Linked DNA regions of Xenopus laevis: region 1 is linked to region 2. A link is a contact called in public Hi-C data. All regions are on one chromosome and are shown on one strand. The core of a region is the stretch at or near the end of the contact, and the rest is flanking DNA. Distances in the headings are between cores, read along the strand shown. Region 1 has its middle 8.1 kb from the start of slc2a2.S. Region 2 overlaps pld1.S (phospholipase D1).

Region 1 (4,518 bases), core at 865-3,364, 250 kb before region 2:
GCCGATCAATTTCGCGACAGATGTCGGCCAAAAAATCGTAAGATGTACGATCGTTCGAATACCACTAACCGCACAATAATTTCGAAGGATTGGTCGGACTTCCCTAAAATCGGTCGTTCGGCAAGAAGAATCGTCGCGTCTATGGGGAGCTTTACTGGTGGGAGTTGTACTGAGTTGCTCATCACTGACCAATTGTTTTGTCCAGCAGATATATAAGAAGATGCACGTTATGTAAAGTTATGAATATTTTGTACTTGTACTTGATCCCAATTTAGATATACGTAATCCTTATTGGAGGCAAAACAGTACTATTGGGGTTATTTAATCTTCAAATTAAGATAAAATATGGAAAGACCCCTTATACTGGTTCCAATCATTCTGGATCCCATTCCTGTATATCATAACATCATCTTTGCTTGCTATTTTTGATTTTGCCTGATGCTTTTACACTACCTATCTGATCCCCATGTTCCTCTATGAGAGGGCCGCCATATTTGTGCAGCAGTAGTCCATTAGCATTAGAAACTATTGCACCTCCTGCACCACCCGCTTCTTCATCTCCAGGGTGCATGAGAGAATATTCACAAGCGCACCCCCCACAGCCCCTCCCCCCCGCATGTGAACATGTGTAAAACTCCTGATGCATGCCAAATCACTTTCCCAAAAATAGGGGAAGGCACGGAGAAAAGACACATGCCCATGGCCCAGCTGCCCCAAACTGTTTCAAATATTTTATTAAAGGTTTACCATAAAACAAGCAGAATTAAAACACAGCCTGTTAAGATGCAGTCACGAAGACTTATATATATGTATATATTTATATATATATATATATATATATCGAATGTGAAAAATCCTCAATAATCCTCAATAAAAAGTCCTCAATAAATAGCTCTCCCAAACTGTTGCGCTCTAGGCACATGACTCTACCCCTATCTCTGCCCTTGTTAGAAACTCTAACTGACAGGTTGAAAAGGGACAGTCAGGTTAAGGAACTTCATGACCTATAGGTAACTTTTTATGTACATTAATAATTTGAAAGGTATTTTTTTCTTGTCAGTATCACTTTAAGTCAAGCTCTCTCATTTAACCAGTCAAGTTGTTACCAGATTGTACACTACTTACAAGTGTCAATTATGCAACCAAGGGCTCTGACTTCTGCTCCTTCCTATCATATGTTCATATCTCCTCGATCCCTCATCCATACTGGGTGGTGGCCCAGCCTAGCAAGATAATTACTGAGAACTTAGTTTTAGGTGTTAGCCATTTCTCTCTATAGTATGGTCATAAATGACTCTCTGATGTGGAGTTTTGGTTAAAAATTAACAAACTTCTGGTTAGTTTAAGAATACTTATTATAGGTGTTAAGAGACACTGAAATAGTAATATAATTATATTTTCTTAATATATGATAATAGTTCAGTAAGACAAACACATATAGCAAAAAACAGTTAGTGTGCCCTTAAGGAACAGCTGTGAATCTGCCTTCAGCCACCAGACTGTACTGCCACTGTAAAGCAATTGGAACATCTTGTGCAAAACATAAACATCTCAAACACGTCACTCCAGGCATCCAGGGGGAACTATTCTGAAAATTAAAAAAGAAACAAACCACAGAGATTTAAACATCATATTTCTGTAAGTATCTGTAGAAATGATTTCTTTGATGCAAGATCCAAGTATGTGCTGGGAAGAGGTTATTCAGGGCGAATGTGTGTTGATGTATATTAACTCACAGGAAACTGGGTCAGAATGATGAGCTTTTAATAAAAAAAGAAAAAATATTTAATCACCTTATTTTTAAAAATAAACACAAGTGGATGATCCGCTGTTTAATAGGGATAGTAAACAACATATATATGTGATGTAATGGAAATATTGTAATCCTCTAATCTCTTGTTTCACTGTTTCTTCTGCCTATTTCTTTTATACACTGATAATCTATAAAACAAGCACTTTGAAAAATATACACTCAAGGGGCTTCAAAGAATAACAAGCAAAGTGCAAAGTCTTTTTCGGCTGCTGTTTTCTTTAATGAGAACTTAAAAGAAAAAGATGTAACGTCTCCTGACCTTTGGTACAAGGTGTATACTGGGAAAGCTGTTTGGCCTGTTCTGCTCATTGCAGGTGTAAGGTAACAGGCCTGTAAATGGAGAGGAATGCACAAGGGCTGCTGAGAAGGGAGAAAACAACACGGGACTCAATGTTTTGGAGAAAAAGGTATATATATATATATATATATATATATATATATATATATATATATATATATATATATATATATATATATGAAACCAATTTCTCTGTCAGAGGTCATACCAGGCATTTTATACAATCCTGTTCCCTTCTTCAAGTTTCCTCTTAATTTGCAGAAAAACATTTTACCACCAGTGATTAAATGTTAGGGATTTTATTATCAAATATTATTTTTATTTGTATAAATAAACACAATATTCTGCAGCACTGTACATAGGGTTGCCACCTGTCCGGATTTCACCCGGATGGCCCGGTTTTTAAAATTCGGACAGGACATTGAAGTGACATGGCGATCAGCCAATCGCTGATCATCAGTCCCGCCCTGATGTAACCCGCCCCCCGACATCACTGGCCCACCTCCTGCCCATTTGCTCCGAGAAGAAAAGATGACAGCCCTAACTGTACACTAAATGGGTGTATACATACACATTATATATAAACACTGACTTTTACAGCTGGTAAAGAGGGACCTGCACAATAGAACTTAAAGGGGTTGTTCACCTTTAAATGAACTTTTAGTATGATGTAGAGAGTAATATGCTGAGACAATCTGTAATTGGTTTTCATTTTTTATCATTTGTGGTTTTTGAGTTGTTTTTTTTTTTTATTCAGCCGCTTTCTAGTTTGCAATTTCATCAATCTGGTTGCTAGAGTCCAAATTCCCCTAGCAACCATGCACTGATTTGAATAAAAGACTGGAATATGAATAGGAGAGGCCTGAATAGAAAGATGAGTTAAAAAAGTAGCCTTACAGAGTATTTGTTTTTAGATGGGGTCAATGACCACCATTTGAAAGATGGAAAGAATCAGGAGGCAGCAAATAATTAAAAAAGACTATAAAAAAATAAAATATGAAGGCCACTTGAAAAGTTGCTTAGCCATTCTATAACATACTAGTAAGGAAAGTAAGGAATGATGAGCTCTGTGGTGCTACTTCCACTTTTCTGAATTTCCTTCAAATGAATGATGTGCACATTTTATTATTGCTGATTTTTGTTTCCTCCCGGTGGTGTATGTTGGAAGTGTCACAAGAAACACTGTCTCTGAAAACCCACAGGAGTAAATTGCATTTAGTTCAGGGCGACTTGTGGCACCTCCCAATAATGTAAGTGGAAAAGTATCCACAGCAAGTAGTAGATGATCAGCTATTGACAGTCATTATGCCCCATGTACCCCAATAGCTCTAGGGATACAACTACACCCTCGGCTAATTATTGAATATAGAGAGAGCACAGGACACAAGATGCAAAAGGACAAGGTGCAGAAATATAGCTTTACGGTGGATACAAGATTGTGGGTGCAATGGATAATTTGGTTGTACATAAGAGCCAGTCATGTTAAACCCAAACACTGCAAATACTGGCGATTTATTTTGCTAGGTCCCCGGACTGAAGTTCAACTGATACCAGTCTCTTCTTATCACAAGGAAATATCAATGTACCACCACCAGCCACCTGGTTCAACCATACATATAAATACATGTCAACAGATGTGTGTACTTAAGAACCGATTCAGACTGGGCCCCCCTCCATGCCCCCTGCCATAACTCTAGGTCCCCCCAGACCTCTCCAAAGCACTGCGCTGCTCCTCCCCCCCTGCACTGCGCCATTCTGTTTTTGCCGCGACTGCCCCAAAGAAGGGGGGTGGCACCAGGAAGATTAGTGCAGGAGCGGCTCTGGGCTGGTTGGGCACACAAGAGCCGGGGGCCCACCCTGTTTTTTTCACTAAAACTTCCTTAATATGATTAAGTGCACTAAAAAAGATACTTTTACTAAATTTCTTAAGGAAACCTCATCTGTTTTTTTTTGCATGTTTTTTTTTAACCTGTCCTGAACATATTTCCTTTGAAAGGGGGTATTGGATTGTACTGAGTCTTGTAGGTAATTAACATAAAAGCACAGAGGATCTTTAAATGCAACGATACTTGGGGTGTGGAGGCCCAAGAGAAGTAGCGATCACTGGTCTTAAGGCTATGGACACATAGACTCCAGCTGTTGTCAGCTTGTGTATATTTGCAGGCTGAGAGAAGCAGATCTGCTTAGTTCCCCTGTTTCATGGATTAGAATCCGATCAGCCTGTGAGTGCTTACACACACAGTGATGCTGAAGCTGAGCTCAGCCCAGAGATGTCTCTATTTGCATATTTGGGCTGACCTCAGTTTCAGTTCTGCCGTATATGAGAGGGAGGCTGATCAGATTCAAATTAATGGAGCAGGAGCACTGAGCAGATCTGGTTCTCTCAGTCTGCAAAAATGCACAGGCT
Region 2 (4,194 bases), core at 272-2,771:
ATTGGGAACACTGTACATTCTATTCCAAATCTAAACATGAAGAATCATTTATCAAATGTGTGTTGTTCCTTTACAGAAAGTGAAGAAAAGGGAATATTAGGCTTCTTTACAAACGCAAATATATAATATAATCACTATATAATCACTATATAAACTGAAAAATGTTTCAAGAATTTGCTTTCCTTTGAATCACTGAACTAATATTTAGTTGTATAATCAGAGTTTCTGCTGCACATCGGTGTTACATGGAGTCCACCAACTTCTGGCACTTGTTACACTCCACAATTCTTCTATACTTCTTGGTTTTGCCTCACAAGTTTCTATTGGATTAAGGTCCGGTGATTGGACTGGCCACTCCATAACGTCAATCTTGGTGGTCTGGAACCAATATGTTGCTTGTTTACTGGTGTGTTTGGGGTTGTTGTCTTGTTGAAATCTTGCTTTCATCAGTCCAAAAAATGTTCGGCCATTTCTTTTTAGGCCAGTCAATGTGGTTTTTGGCAAATTGTAACCTCTTCAGCACGTCGTTTTTTCGACATTGGGACTTTGTGGGGACTTCTTGCCGATAGTTTGACTTCATATAGACATCTTCTAATTGTAACATTACTCACAGGTAACTTTAGACCTTCTTTCATCTTCCTGGACTTGATCATTGGCTGAGTCTTTGCCATTTTGACTATTCTATCCATTCAAATGGTGCTTTTCTATTTTCTTCCACCTCTTTCAGGTTTGGTTGCCATTTTAAAGCATTTGAGATAATTTAAGATGCGCGGCCTATCATTTTCTGCACTGCTTTGTATGATTTCCCCTCTTTTTAATCAAATTATGATGTTCTTCTGAACAATGTCTGGAACGACTCATTTTACTTTTCAGAGAGAAATGCACTATAACCAGCACGCACAACATTTGTGTCTTCCTTGCTTAAATAAGAGCCACCATTGATACCTGTCTTTTCACAGAATAAATGACCTCACTAATTGAACTCCACACTGCTATTATTTGGAACAAACTATTATTATTTTGAACAAGCCTCAATGAATGATTTAATTACACAGAATCAGCAACATGCATATGTCATGACTTTTGGGTTTGATGGTTTTCTATTACTCTACTACACCTACTAGTAAATTATTTGCCATGTAGAAATACAATTTGTGCCAAAAACATTGATTGATCGGGTTAGTGATGTCAGAGTGCTATTATTCAGAACACAACTGTATAACTTACCCAAGCAGGTGTAAGAAATTGCCATCTTGATTTTGTTATTTAATATGAAAGCTGTTGTTCAGGGAACTTACATGAAGCCCTGATTATCATGACAAAGGTTTTCCTGTGACTACTAAGGTCTATGTCTGCTGTGGGGACCATAAAATGGATTTTGTATGCGAGAAAACTTGCTCAACAGGATGTAGGCAAGTTGGGGGTTTATCACAGCATCTTGGCAGTTGGGAGGGTTTCTGTGGGGGGCAGATGAGAACCCAGGATAAAAGAACGGTGGACAAATGTGAGGGAGCTGGGCATCTGAGAGGAGGCAGGAGAGAGCTGAAGAAGCCAGAGGAGCCTGGGACAACATGTGAGGAATGAAGACCAGAGGGGAAGGCAGAGATGACGCTGAACTCTATTCCCCTACTTTTTTGGTAACAACAATGTAGACTTGTGTAATGGGTAACTGTAAATATTGTAATTATTGTTTCGTCTAAGTATAATCATTTACGTATGTAGAACAATCAATTGATTTATTTTACAATACATCACTTTACTATACGCTCATTGGTGTGGATTCATTGTCTGCTTGCTCAAAAGAACCAGAAACCCTAGTAAGTGGGTTGAGGTATATTGATATTATTATTAATGATATAATATACTATAGAAACTTATACAGGTTTTATATGAATGTTATGCTTCACAAAATGAAAAAATCTGGGCAGCTGAGAAGTGGACATCATTAAAGACAACCTGCAGAAAGCACATTCACCACTGAAGCAAAGATGAGGTTTTTCCACTGACATACAGAAGGCAGCAGCCAGAACTAAGTGGTTGATATTTTGTGCAAAAGAATATGCAAATGTGTGTGTTTTGGTTTCAGCTACACAGCTTTTCCCATAGTGATATGCAAGATTCTGAACTTGTCTGCAGAAAATGCGATGCTACAGAAAATGCCAAAAACACATCACATTTCAAAGCACTTTCTGTTATTCAAAAAACAGATTACAGGTTCATCAGGTTTAATTGCTAAACTTGACTTTGATTCGAAAAAGATGGAGCGCATTCTGACAGAGATCCTACTGCTAAAATTTGTTTTCCACAGACAAGGAAGATTTCAATGGAGAATGAATGAAAACTGTTTGTCTCTTGACTTCAACAAAATAACTATTTAAAGTGAGCCTGACTACTCTTTGTGGCTTCTGTAAAGCTGGCATTTACCTTAATACTTAGAAAAAAATAGAAAAATGGAGCAGATTGGATCAAATAGATACAACTCTTCCTAATCTTATTAGAGTGCTGAGGTGCACTTGGGATGGAGACTATCAAATGCCATGTTTCCATGGGACTGTAGGCTGTATTAAAGGAATTGTTAAGTATAAAAATAAAAACTGGGTAAATAGAAAGGCTGTGCAAAATAAAAAATGTTTCTAATATAGTTAGTTAGCCAGAAATGTAATGTATAAAGGCTGGAGTGACTGGATGTCTAACATAATAGCCAGAACACTACTTCCTGCTTTGCAGCTCTCTTGGTTTCCACTGATTGGTTACTAGTCAGTAACCAATCAGAGACATGAGGAGGGGCCACATGAGTCATAACTGTTGCTTTTGAATCTGACCTGCATGCTAAGGATCAATTGCAAACTCACTGAGCGGTTATGTCCTATGTCCCCCCCCCCCCTTAAAGTTGCTGACTAAGGGGGGAATTCACAAAAGTGCTTTTATTGAGACTAAATAAAAGTGGAGATAAAAATGTCGGATTTGCCACAAAATTCACAAACCTCTATCTCCACTTTTGTGAAAGTGTCCTTTAAACAGACTGTTTTCAGATTTTGTCTTTCGTACAACATTTTAACAACATTTTTCTTGAATTTGTCTTTAGCTCTTACTATACCTGTCAGTCAACCATCAAATTGGAATTTTCAGGGGTTGGGGGATTATTTTACCTAGGAGAATTATACATAATTTTTTTCAGGATAACCCGGGCTTTCTAACTCTGCCTACATGTTTGTGCAATTCCACTTCTGAAACAAGATATAAGGGTATAAACAAAAGAAATGCTATTTTGCACATAATACGGATTTGTATCAGAAATATGTTTTTTTTAATCTTAAATCAAGTGTCTATGTGCTGCTAAAACTAAAAAAAATTGCCTGGGAGGCTTTGCTTTTCCTTTAGATAATATATTCACTCAAATTGCTAATATTGCCTTATTCATTAAGCTAAAACTAGTAAAACTACATAAGTTTTGTTCAAAACTTTTTACATATAAAATACACTTTTTTTGTTTAATTGCTGTTTATTTGTTTTGTTAATGAGGCTTTTTTACCTATATAGGTTTAGTCAGAAATGTGTGCCCTGACTATAAAATGCTAATCCCCATTAATCCTATATAATAAAGTTGAAGTGTCTCTGCGTCCAGTCCCTGTGTCCATGGACTGTCTCTGGCGAATTTTCTACATATGTTCTAGCGCCCGTTAATTTAACGGGCTTAATGTCTAGTATGATAATAATTCCCCAATGGGGAACCTACCAGAGGTGTGAAATAAAGATTGACTGAACCAAAGCAGAGCAAGTTATCTTAGAATTGATCAGACACAGGAATAGTTACACTGAGCTTTACTCCATTTTTAAAATGTCGGGAGAAAATGCTGTTTAAAATGTTGTTTTTGTGCCGTTTTTATGTCGTTTTCATAAAAGTGTCTGTAAACTGTCTTTCTTTCACTAAAAGCAGCCTATTTACCCAGTTTTATTTTTACGCTGAACTGTTCAGTTAAGTCTTTATTTCTATGACACAACAAAAATGCACTGTTCATTAGCAGCAGAGTACTTACCAATAATGACGGTATTATCATCAGCGATGAGCAGTTTGCTGTGCACATATATCAGCTCGGTGACAAGATTCCCTTCCAGCTCCGCGTGCGTTCTCAAACCGCAGAACGATATGTAGTTAATCCACTGATTTCCAACTAAAAATAGCAGGAAGTGAAC

The links. A called contact is a pair of places that touch in the nucleus more often than the background predicts.
Region 1: a Hi-C map of the XL177 cell line shows a contact between it and region 2, with 2.9 times the contacts expected there. The contact joins two enhancer-like sites. A contact is called at or near these places in 2 of 4 Hi-C or Micro-C datasets (the XL177 cell line and the XTC cell line).

What each region holds. Positions count from the first base shown.
Region 1 is chr5S:98,485,012-98,489,529 of Xenopus_laevis_v10.1, reverse strand. No RefSeq gene overlaps it. Among protein-coding and RNA genes, the nearest start is that of slc2a2.S, 8.1 kb to the left of the region's middle. Within about 2 kb of position 2,114, at least 1 of the 7 cell types and tissues checked has an H3K27ac peak or open chromatin away from gene starts, as enhancers often do.
Region 2 is chr5S:98,232,683-98,236,876 of Xenopus_laevis_v10.1, reverse strand. pld1.S (phospholipase D1) reads right to left here. Exons shown (of 27, transcript XM_041564873.1): 24 at 4,038-4,172. Among protein-coding and RNA genes, the nearest start is that of tnik.S, 54 kb to the left of the region's middle. Within about 2 kb of position 1,521, at least 1 of the 7 cell types and tissues checked has an H3K27ac peak or open chromatin away from gene starts, as enhancers often do.